Regions from separate parts of the Bos taurus genome. Here region 2 is linked to region 1. A link is a contact called in public Hi-C data. All regions are on one chromosome and are shown on one strand. The core of a region is the stretch at or near the end of the contact, and the rest is flanking DNA. Distances in the headings are between cores, read along the strand shown.

Region 1 (5,857 bases), core at 2,165-4,664:
GTCCATCACCAACTCCCAGAGTTCACTCAGACTCACGTCCATCGAGTCAGTGATGCCGTCCAGCCATCTCATCCTCTGTCGTCCCCTTTTCCTCCTGCCCCCAATCCCTCCCAGCATCAGAGTCTTTTCCAATGAGTCAGCTCTTCGCATGAGGTGGCCAAAGTACTGGAGTTTCAGCTTTAGCATCACACCTTCCAAAGAAATCCCAGGGTTGATCTCCTTTAGAATGGACTGGTTGGATCTCCTTGCAGTCCAAGGGACTCTCAAGAGTCTTCTCCAACACCACAGTTCAAAAGTATCAATTCTTCAAATAAAATTCTTTTCTAGTCCCATTATTCAGTTCAGTTTAGTTCAGTCGCTCAGTTGTGTCCGACTCTTTGCAACCCCGTGGACTGCAGCACGCCAGGCCTCCTTGGCCACCACCAACTCCTGGAGCTTGCTCAAACTCATGTCCATCGAGTTGGTGATGCCATCCAACCATCTAATCCTCTGTCATCCCCTTCTCCTCCTGCTTTCAATCTTTCCCAGCATCAGGGTCTTTTCCAATGAGTCAGTTCTTCCCATAAGGTGGCCAAAGTATTGGATTTTCAGCCTCAGCATCAGTCCTTCCAATGAATATTCAGGACTGATTTCCTTTAGGATGGACTGGTTGGATTTCTTTGCTGTCCAAGGGACTCTCAAGAGTCTTCTCATTCCCATTATAGATTGTTGCTTATTTCTGTCAACAACAATGAAATTGGGGGGGGGGCACACAATACATCCCATTATAGCCAGGTACAGTCCTTACGTGAATTATTTTACAATAATCCTATCATTATTACTTTACTATCATAGATTAAACTGAGGTACAGAGAGAGATTAAGCACTTGCCTCATACAATACCTAGGAATCAACAAAACTGGCCCTTGAACCCTGATATCCATCACCATCAGCTTATGGAGTGCTGAAACGAGTTGGAGCTGGCCCAGCAAATGTTAGAGGTCACATACCAGGCAGATGGGATTATAGAGAAGGGGCCTGGAATAGAAGAGAGCTTGGTTCTTCTAACAAAATGAATCTATCTGATGATGTTAAAGATGAGGGTGCAGGTAGATCATAGCAGTCCTTTCAAGCCATGGTAGGATTAAGATTTTGTCCTTTATCCTAAGAACAATGGGAAACCATTGAAGGATGACTCTGCCTACTGGATAGAGAACCACTAGGAGAAAATTTTAAAATCTATGTTTTAACTTTTAATGGATAAGGAATCTGACATGTTAGTTTTTTCAATATATTGATATTACACTCAAGCTTCCCTATAACCCACAATCCCATGAGGGTGAAATACTTGTAGAGTTGGCCTTCTGCAAGTGAACTATTTAAAACAGATTGATATGTATTTGCAAGGCAATATGACGAAGGTCAGTGTAGTCAAAGGTATGGTTTTTCCAGTAGTCATGTACAGATGTGAGAGCTGGACCATAAAGAAGGCTGAGCACTGAAGAACTGATTTGTGGTACTGGAGATGACTTGAGAGTCCCTTGGACTACAAGATCAAACCAGTCAATCCAAAAGGAAATCAACCGTGAATAGTCATTGGAAGGACTGATGGTGAAGTTCCAATACTTTGGCCACCTGATGTGAAGAGCTGACTCATTGGAAAAGACCTTGATGCTGGGAAAGATTGAAAGCATGAGGAAAAATGGGCCAGGGGGAGGACAGAGGATGAGATGGTTGGATGGCATCAGCAACTTGATGGATATGAGTTTGAACAAGCTCAGAGAGATGGTGAAGGACAGGGAAGCCTGCTGTGCTGCAGTCCATGGGGTCACAAAGAGTCGGACATGACTTATCGACTGAACAACAAGATGGCATAGGCTACCGTGGGCTATGCTGGACTCCCCACATGGAATAAAAACCTTGCGAACTACAGTTCTGCCATTGGACAAAGATTTAATCTCAGTCTGTTTTTTGGGCAAACTTAAACAGGGAAATGTAGTCAGGGTCACACCTCAGCCTTAAAACTTAATTGGAAGAGGAAGATAGAGAGGCTTTGCCTAATACTTTTAAATAGCTTTATTGAGATGATTTTTTAAAAGATTTATTTATGGCTATTCTGAGTCTTCATTGCTGCCCACCGGCTTTCAATAGTTGCAGTGAGCAGGGGCTACTCTTCCTTGCAGGTGCGCAGGTTTCTCATTGCTTGTTGTGGAACACAGTTTATAGAGCACAGGCTCAGTTGCTCAGTGGCCTGTGGGATCTTCCTAGACCAGGGATCCAACCCCTGTCCCCTACATTGGCAGTCAGATTTTTAACGAATATACCACCACCAGAGATAATTTACCCTATTGAGATAATTTACACACTGTAAAACTGACTTGTTTTAAGAGTACGATGATTAGTAAAAATATAGCCCAGCCATCAGTATAACCAGTCTTGGACCAATTTCATCACACTGGAAGATCCCTACTGCTTGGCTGCGGTGGATTCCCACCTATTCTTAGCCACAGCCAGTCTGCCTGATTAGTGTACTTTACACTAATTAGAAATGACCTTAGAGACCCCAAATAACCCTTAAGAGGAAGCCAGGACTGGACTCCCAACAAATGTGAAATTGGGCCATATATGTACATTTTGATCAGTGCACCAAATATATCTAGGCTGGGTCTGTGAGAAATTTCTCCATTCAGCCACTACACAAAGCACAGTTGGCTGCCCTACGTGGGGCTTATTATCGAAAATGAAGCAAAAGCAGTAAGCGGGCGCCTCTATACATCACACGCCTGTATCTGTGTAGGAGGTGACCACACACCCTATGCCGGGATGCGAAGAATCAAGCGTTCCCAGGACAGGGGACCAGTCGGTGTCGTTCGCATCTGCGCAGCCTGGCGAGTGCCTACAAACGCCTAACTGTAACCCCCTGCTCGAGACCTGTCGGTTCTGCTGTTGAGGTACCGCCGTCTCGGACCTGAGCGTCCAACCGTGACACTCAGATAGCCGGTAGTAACGCCTCACCCCGCCCTCGCTCTAGCGCACGAGAGTGCACACGGAGCACGAAAACAGGCCTTGCGCCAGCGCCTCCAGGGAAGCGGCTCTTTCCGTTGGCCACGCCCCCCAGTTTACAGGTCGAGTCTCCTTGGTCCGGGAAGGGCTTAGTCCCGCCCCTTCGAGCGGACGCCAGCAGCCACGTACCACGTTTCTACGTGTCTCGAGCCTGAAAGCGGAAGTTACGCCAAAGACTCGCGAGGGAAGCGGCGGGCCTGAAAGGATACTGGCCTCTGGAGGAAAGTGGGCGGGCAGACGGCATTGGAAAGCGCCGGAAGTGGTCGTGCAGAGGAGGGGTGGGAGAGAGGCTGGCCAGACAGATCATTAGGCTGTTGCTGGTCGCCTCGGTAAGGCGCGCTTTCCCTCCTCTCCGAGAGGCTGGCCCAGTCCTCCTCCTCGACCAGAATGGACTTTAGGGAAATTCTCCTGATAGCTTCCAAAGCGCAGGGTGTCAACAACGTGCCGGTAAGTATCAGCCGGGGCGCGACTATAGGAGATCCTGGTCTTCAAGTTCCGAGTGTGTGGTCCTTGGAACTTCCAGGAATCAGCACACCGGCTCCAGGATAAGAAAGATCTGGACGCCGTATTTTTTCTTTTTTTACTTTTGGACATGTACTTCTGGGTACAGGGGGGTGAAGTTACTGGGGGCTTGAGATAAGCAAGCGAGTGCGTGCTGACGAGCGGATTTGGTTTGTTTCGGCTTAGTTACCCCTACAACTTGAACTTTGCGTTTAGGGTATTTTAGAGTTGCGTGAAAGCTGGAGAGTAGAGCCGTGCCTGGCACGTAGTGGAATCTAATGCTCGTAGTTTCTAGCTTCGGCATAAACTTCAACCCAGAGGTTGGGGAGTTCAGGAGTATTAGGGACTTGGCCTGATAGTTTTTGAGCTGATTTTCCGCTGATCTTTGAGTCAAACGTTGTGTAGTTTCCCGAACAAGTTTTTAAACTTGTGTTCCCCACCCACTCAGCCAACCAGGTGATTGAATTATCACCTCCCTAGGAAGGGAGTGTGAGTGGATTCCACGAAATTTTGGCCAACAGAATGAGAGAAATAGTTTCAGTTTCCGTTTACCTGTGGTCTTCCAGATTAGTTGTTGTTTGAAATCTAGGTCCCATTTACCCTGTGAGGTTCGCTAATTCGCTGAGCGGTGTAAGACTTCAGTATCTAAATGCAGTAGTGGTGGTGAGGGCCTGGTTTGCGAGGGTGTAGCTGTTTTGCATAAACTAATCATTTCAGGATCCTCAGATGGTACCACAGCCCCAGCTGTAAACCGATAAATTGCATTGTGATACCTGCGGTTTGAGCGACGAGGTGTGGAGCTCAAACGGCGCTCTTTTTAAGTCAGTTCAACTAGATCTTACTGAGCTCTCATCATGTGTTCTGCATTTCTTAGATTTTTGTATACTTGCAATATTTATTTTCCTCTCCTGTGCTCATTCTTTTACTCTTTTGAAGATATTGATGTAAAAATAACTGGTAAATAAAACCGATATTGATCAGTTTATTGTATGTATTCGCATCCCATCTCAAATACTCTGAATGATCTTGAAGTTATGAAACCTTGAAAGACAGAATTATTTTCAGCCTCTGTAAATTTCCTAGGCAAGTCAATATTGGATCTAGTAGCATTTATCTTTGCATAATTGGGTCCATATTTCTTTCTACATCCTCCTCAATTTCAGTGGAGGTCAAAGAAAGATAATACTTGCCCTGAAGCCCAGGACTGTGGAAGAATCAGAACCAAGTTAGTTGTTTCTTCTGAAAACCAAAGATCGCTGACAGAGAAGTACATATTTCTAGAGTGGGAGATTTCAAATTATGTCTGTATTTCAGAATATATACATTACTGATCTATGATTGGAATAACAAAGATTGGAAGCAGAAAGGAAAATGGGTGAATTGGTGAGGTCATTTAAAATTTAATAGATGAATATAGGCATATACTTCATGAAAGTATGTTTTTCCCTCCCACTCGCCCCAAAAGCTAGTGAGCCTGGAGGTTTCATTTAGTTATCAGCACTATAATCCTTATCTTTTTACTTCAGATAACAGTAAAACACAAAAGAAATTATTGAGGAATAGAGCAAGATTGTGTTAAATTTCATCCATGATCTTAAGTCATCTGATTGTTTTAAGTTATATTGTTTATCAGCTCCAAGTGAAGCCTTTTAGCTCACGCTATGAGTTCTGAAATCTAACATACTGCACAGTGTGAGAGTACTACAAAGCAAGTATCCTTATAAACCAACATCCAAGTCAAACAGCATTACAATACACACACACCACACACACGCACACATACCCTGCTTCACAAATACTGAGTTATCCATCCTTCTCTAGGGCTTGGTTTGTATTTCTCTTTTAGCCATCTTTGTCCCCACCTTCCATTTGGATCGTATCATAGTTGACTTTGAATTTCAGTCATCAAGTTCCTTTTTCACACCTTTGTTACAGAAAGGAAATATACTGGCGTTGATTAGACTAAAATCCAAGGGAGGCTAAAATCTGAAACACCTGTACAGCCACTTTGAACTCTTTATTTAAAGAAATGTCTACTATATCTGACTTGAAAAGCAATGAACAGTTCCTATTTGGGACAGCTTTCGTTCATATTGTTTCTTTTTAAGAGAAATAGTTATCTGTAAAAGATTTTGGTTAAAACCAAAGGAGGATTGCATCATGCCTAGAAATACCAGGCGTGCTGTCTTTTCCCAGTGGAAAACTGAATACAAAAAAACCCCACAGCTGATCAAGGTGATGTAACCAGTCACTGTTATTAGCTTTGTTTATATATAAAGGAGAAAAGATATTTTGGGTAACTTTACCCTTAATA
Region 2 (5,857 bases), core at 2,324-4,823, 250 kb after region 1:
ACCATTAAATATTTTTACATTAGTATTATAACAAATTATTACAAAATTTTTAAAAACTTACCTATACTTTGTAAAATTAAACTCCATACCACAGGAACCATGTTTTAGGAAACATGAATTAAAATCTGAGAAAGACATGTGGGGAGGGTGTGTGGAGGGTGACAAGCAAATATGACAGTATGTCCATGTATGGAGGAAAAGCAAGGACAGCTGATAGAGAAAGTCCCCAATTAACTGGGCTTACAGGCACAAGTAAAAGTGTTAGCTTTGGAAAAGAACAGAAAAACTTTTCTGAGATGGGACGGTAAGGAAGAAAGATGAATGAAGACATAGAACTGTAGAGTGGAGGATAAATTAGATTAAAGGAACTATTAGTTGGCTACTTTAAATCAATTTGGAAAAACAAAAGGTAAAACCATTCATATTAAAATCCATTTAGAGGGAGCTTTAACAATGCATCAGAGACAAGTCACTGAACACTGGGAATAACTAGTTGATTGTCTTACAGATAACTTGCTTGGCAAATTTCCCTGCTCATCTGCAGTACCTCTGTTAACTATAGAAGGACCAGTTTTAGGAAGTTTAACAGAACCAGTGGTACCATCCTGCAATGGCGTCTAAGATTTCTCGATTTTTCCTGAAGGTGGCTCCTTGGGGAGGCAAAAAGATCTTTCTAGTAGAACTCTGTAAGAGCCACAGAATATTTTGTTTAGGAAAAATACTGATGCCGTTACATTTAAATAAAGCAGCTTGATGAAGATCTAGCTTTACTTAAAAGATTACTTTATGAAATAATCTGCCACAAGACTGCTTTAAATAGCAAAATCCTCCAGCAAAGGCGTTAATTCACTTGCAGTTAAATATTTACTTGCACTGGGCCTTGACACAGTCTCCTCCCTTTCCATCAACTTGCTTGTACTCATTTTTTGGTCTCCTCCAAGTTTCAAAGTCACCAGGCAAGGTTTCCTGTTCTTCTCTTTACAGCACTTATCACTACTGTAATTAATTTTTAAAGTTAACTCTTTAACTTCTATCTCCTGGCAAGACTGCAAGCTTCACAAAGAAGGGCAGAGGCTGCATATGTTGTTCATGGCAATACAGAGCCCAGCAGCATATTTAAGCCTGAGGCAACAGTCCAATAAGCACCTGTGACATCTATGCAAGATCTCTGCTGTTAAAAGAATACGATCTTGGTTAAGAAACAAGAAACCTTTGTACATACATTCTGGAATAAACTCCAGGAGCTCAATTTACAGAGCAGAGTACCATTCCTCACAGATTCCAATAACTGGCTTATAAGTAAAAAGGGATAAGAAGAATTTGAAACTGTTTGGCAGAAATCTTTAACTTTCCATTTCCTACATCCTGTATCTCTGCATTTCCATTCCCTTTCCAATGTGAGAGATAAATGGTGCAGGAAAACAAAACAAGCGACACATGAAATAAATTCCGTATCTCTCTCTAAAAAGAGGATTATTAGAGAAAGTGCTTCTGTGTCTGCCAGCATACAAAATGGAGATCTGGAATGCTGCTTGCCGTCAGGCAATCCTAAAAAATGTTAACAATTCAGCACTACAGGGAATAAGACCTTGGAAGTATGTACAGAGTGACCAAAATGTACTGTTTTAAGGATAGTCACATATGTAAGGAGGACATTAAATGGAAAAACTGAGGTAGCAATTTTAAGACCAAGCACTTTTTCATTTTACAGCAGTGCAGGGAGAGGGAGGCGGAGGAAATGCCACAGAGATGCAAGACAGAGGGAAGTGAGGCTTGTATCCACTAATAAATACTGCATGCCGACAACAGGAGGATGCCAAAAGTGAGAGGAGAGCAATCAGCTGGTAATCAAAGTGCAGAAAGCAGGAAACGACTAAAGACACTTCCAGTAGCAGTATCCACGGAGTAGAAACAGTGGGCAAGATGCTTGGAAAGCTCAAGGTACACCTGACAACTTCTGATGGTGAGGGGAAAACCAGCAGCACAGAAAAGCAGGGCTAAAAGATGTACAGACAGACCATCAGGAAGAAGATATAAGCCTTTAGGGCAGGAGGTACAGGAAGCAGCCACAACTGACTAAAGCTGATCGTCTGGTGCACTGTTTTTAGCCAATTCCTGTCTTTGCATCAACCTTCCTAGTAAACAGCTCTCTCTGCGTTTGTGATTTTTTTTCCACATTAGCACTACCATACGACTGAACTGAACTGAGGTACTTCTTATTATACCACGCAGAAGAGACTCAAATCTTTAAATCTGCTGCACTGCTACGTGTTGGCTGAGTGAGAGTAGCAGAACAGGTTTAATGGCTCCAAATTACCTCTCCCTCTTTTCCAAACCAGGGATTTTGGTCAGCTAAAGGACACAAAGTTCGTTCTAGAGCCTAGTTCTTTTGTATGCCATAAACCTGATACTAGAGGTTACCTTCCCCTCTGCTGTGACCTCTCCATTTCATTTTTCTACCTTTGATTTTTCAAAATCTACCTTAGGGTTGGCAACCTTGCTTTAGTTACCAAAGTCGAGTTCAGTGATTTTCAAACTGTTCCAAGAGGGGAGGCTGAGTGGGTAGGATGGGTGCTCCCAAATGCAATTCCACCATGGCATGTTGCTTTATTTGTCTGGGGTTTCTGGTAAGAATTCACTAGGAAAAATTGTTCCACTTCCTTATGGAGTCAGTACTTACTGCAAGGTATACTTTAAACCACACAGTTTTGGTATGTTTTTAAAACTGGGTCTGTTAATGGGCAAAAGGTTAAGTTTTTATCTCTTTCCTCCCGTCACACCTCCCCCTCCCTCTTTTTATAGACCCTAAAACAGGTGTTTAAGAGTCAACCGAAAACACTTCCTTACACAATTTAGCCTTTGAGAATTTCTAAAATAACTATATATTTCCATGTGTTGGTGCTTAAACATGATCAAGTTGGGCATAGATCAAAACTTGGTGTGTGAGTGGCGGGGACGGGGTGAACTGGCACACGTGTTAAGGTCGTTTTAAGAGGGACAGGAATTGACAAGCGAAGCAAAAGGAGTGTGGAACTAAGATGAAAGCTTTTCCCTTAACAGAAACCGAAAGACTCAATAGCACATTTTCTAACGGGAAGGGCTCCTCAGCCAGAGAGAGGCCTCCACGTCCTTCACCCTCATGAGCCAAGTCTTATCCCAGCTTCGGGTACATCTTTGAGTCCCTGCTTTCAGTGGAGGAGTTGGCTTCCTATAGACAGGCAGATTAGGAGTCGCCTCTTCCTCTCTTCATTATAATAAACGGCTAACCGACAGCAGAATTGGGAATTGCAGCAACGGCGACAGGGATACAGGAAAAAGGGGCAGATACCGTGCCGTCCTGCGGCCCCCAGGCCTGTCAGCTCATCACCCAACCGTCCACCCCATTTTTCGGTCTAAACTTACCAGGTGGGAGACGGCCCTGGGCAGGGAGTAAGTTACTGCGCTGGGTCGAGTCGAGTTCCGCTGAGCTTCTTAGAGACGCTGCGGGAAAGAGGCTGAAACCCAGTAGCCGCCGCCGCCGCCACCGCCTCTGTTACCAGGGGGTCTCGCCTCCATCGCTGGCTGCGAGAACTCTGAGGGCACGTGACCGGAAGTATGAAGGCGGGTCTGCGGGACACGTGACCCCAGAGCACGGCCGCCATGACACCTTCCGCTAGTTCCCTCCCTCCTCCGCCGGTGCGCGCCTGTTTCATTTCCTCTCGCCGGCTTTAGGCGGTGAAAGGTCCCAGGAACTTAGCTGTCTCACCCCTTTGGCCTAGAGCTCCTTCGGTCCCGTTCGGCGCTGCGTCTTCGGCCGACAGCGGGCAGGCCGCAGAGAGCGTAATCGCGACCGCGGCCGGAGGGGGAGGGACCACGCGCAAGCAGGGCGTAACCCGTCACGTGACGAGGAAGTACCGTTAACAGCTTTGTCTCGGCGTCCCCGGCGCTCCGGGATGACGTAAGCCTGGGAGGGAGGAGTAGGAGGGAAGACTGAAGCTCAGGTGCGGCTCTTAGCGCGCGGTGAGTGTGCGGGCGCCTAACCTGGAGAGATGCTGTGACCCACAGAAAGTTGGGGGCTGCCAGCCTAGAGGTGGTGGAGAGGGGCTGAGACCTACAGGCTGGGAGCCTGACTTTGAAAACTTGATTACCGCCGCTTCTTTCAAGAGATCTGAATGTAGTATTAAAGTTAACTGCTGTTAAGTTCGGAGTTCGCTAGGCAGGGAGCTTGTGGTCAGATGTCTGCAGTGATGCGTGCAAGGCATGTTGAGTGCATGAGTGAGTGAGTCGCCATTTCTTGGTCTAAGGTAGAGAGGAGTTCTCTATTACTTGAGTTGTTGAGTCACTCAGTCGTGTCCGACTTTGCGACCCCATGGGCTGCACTACTCCAGGCTTCGCTGTCCTCCACTGTGTCCCAGAGTTAGCTCAAACTCATGTCCATTGAGTCAAGGATGCTATCCAACCTTCATCCTCTGTCTCCCCTTCTCCTGCCCTCAGTCTTTCCCAGGATCAGGGTCTTTTCCAAGGAGTCGGCTCTTCGCATCAGGTGGCCAAAGTATTGGAGCTTCAATTCAGCATCACTCCTAATGAATATTCACGGTTGATTTCCTTTAGGGATAGACTGGTTTGATCTGGCTGTCCAATGAACTCTCAAGAGTGTTTTCCAGCACCACAGTTCGAAAGGCATCAATTCTTTGGCGTTTAGCCTTCTTTATAGAAAGATCCCATTATGAGTAAATCCCCAACTTCCCCTTGGCATAATATCTGTAATTTTTCTTCCTTTTTCCTCTCTCTTGCCTCTTCTTCCTTCCACGCATCTAGTGGGGAAAAGAGAACGCTGTTATTTGCGTTGGGTGTTCGCACAGCAAACACTGGTTCAGTAAAATGAGTACTAGGCCAAGAGACCCCACTCCAGTACTCTTGCCTGGAAAATCCCATGGACGGAGGAGCCTGGTAGGCTGCAGTCCATGGGGTCGCTAAGAGTGGGACAGGACTGAGCGACTTCCTTTTCACTTTTCACTTTCATGCATTGGAGAAGGAAATGGCAACCCACTCCAGTGTTCTTGCCTGGAGAATCCCAGGGACGGGGGAGCCTGGTGGGCTGCCGTCTATGGGGTCGCACAGAGTCGGACACGACTGAAGCGACTTAGCAGCAGCAGCAGCAGGCCAAGAGAAAAACCTTTTTTTTGATCCAACTGCTTTTTATGTTGCCATCAAGCAATAGGGGAAATGGAAAGGTAATTAGATTTGGACTCAAGATTAGTGGATTTTAGTCTCACCTCTGCTTATGAGCTCTGTGACCTTTGGTAAACCAACTCTTGAAAAGGTTTTTCATTGACTTTGGTAAGCATTTATGGTCACCCTCTGTTTGCTTAGTGTTTTGCTAGGCTAACTGTGACAGAAGTAATAGTTAAACTCAGTTTTGTGGAGAGACAGGGTTTTTTTTATTTGGAGGAAGATTCCAGAAACAGCATATATTACACCATGGAGGCACAGAAGGTTTATAGAAAGATCTGTACAGAGATTCTTGTTAAATATTTACTTAAAAGTCTTAAATGCATATATGTGTATGACTAAGTCACTTAGCTGTACACTTGAAACTAACACAGCATTGTAATTTAACTATATGTACCTCAATAAAAAATCTTGTTCAGAAAAATTTCAAACACAGACAGAATAGTACAATGAACCCTCATGTATACCTAACCAAACTTTAACAAGTATCAACATTCTACTGTTCTTGTTTGAACAGCTTAAAAATTTCTGGGTACTTTTTATATCCATTGGTGAATTTGATTAATAGCAGCTTTCAATTTGAGCTCAATTCTACTGTATCTAGGTACTGGCTGATGTTGTTTACTTGCTAAGTTGTCTCCAACTC

The links. Hi-C and Micro-C count contacts between places; a contact is called where the count stands out from the background.
Region 2: a contact with region 1 is called in a Hi-C map of skeletal muscle, with 5 times the contacts expected there. The contact joins the promoter of GTF2H1 here to the promoter of SPTY2D1 in region 1. A contact is called at or near these places in 2 of 11 Hi-C or Micro-C datasets (skeletal muscle and an unstated tissue).

Annotation. Positions count from the first base shown.
Region 1 is chr29:26,100,039-26,105,895 of ARS-UCD2.0, forward strand. It overlaps SPTY2D1 (SPT2 chromatin protein domain containing 1), which reads left to right and starts at 3,415. Exons shown (of 6, transcript NM_001205738.1): 1 at 3,415-3,489. The coding sequence starts at 3,430.
Region 2 is chr29:26,352,136-26,357,992 of ARS-UCD2.0, forward strand. It overlaps GTF2H1 (general transcription factor IIH subunit 1), which reads right to left and starts at 3,574. Exons shown (of 15, transcript NM_001046150.1): 1 at 3,403-3,574. It also overlaps a transcript of HPS5 not described here.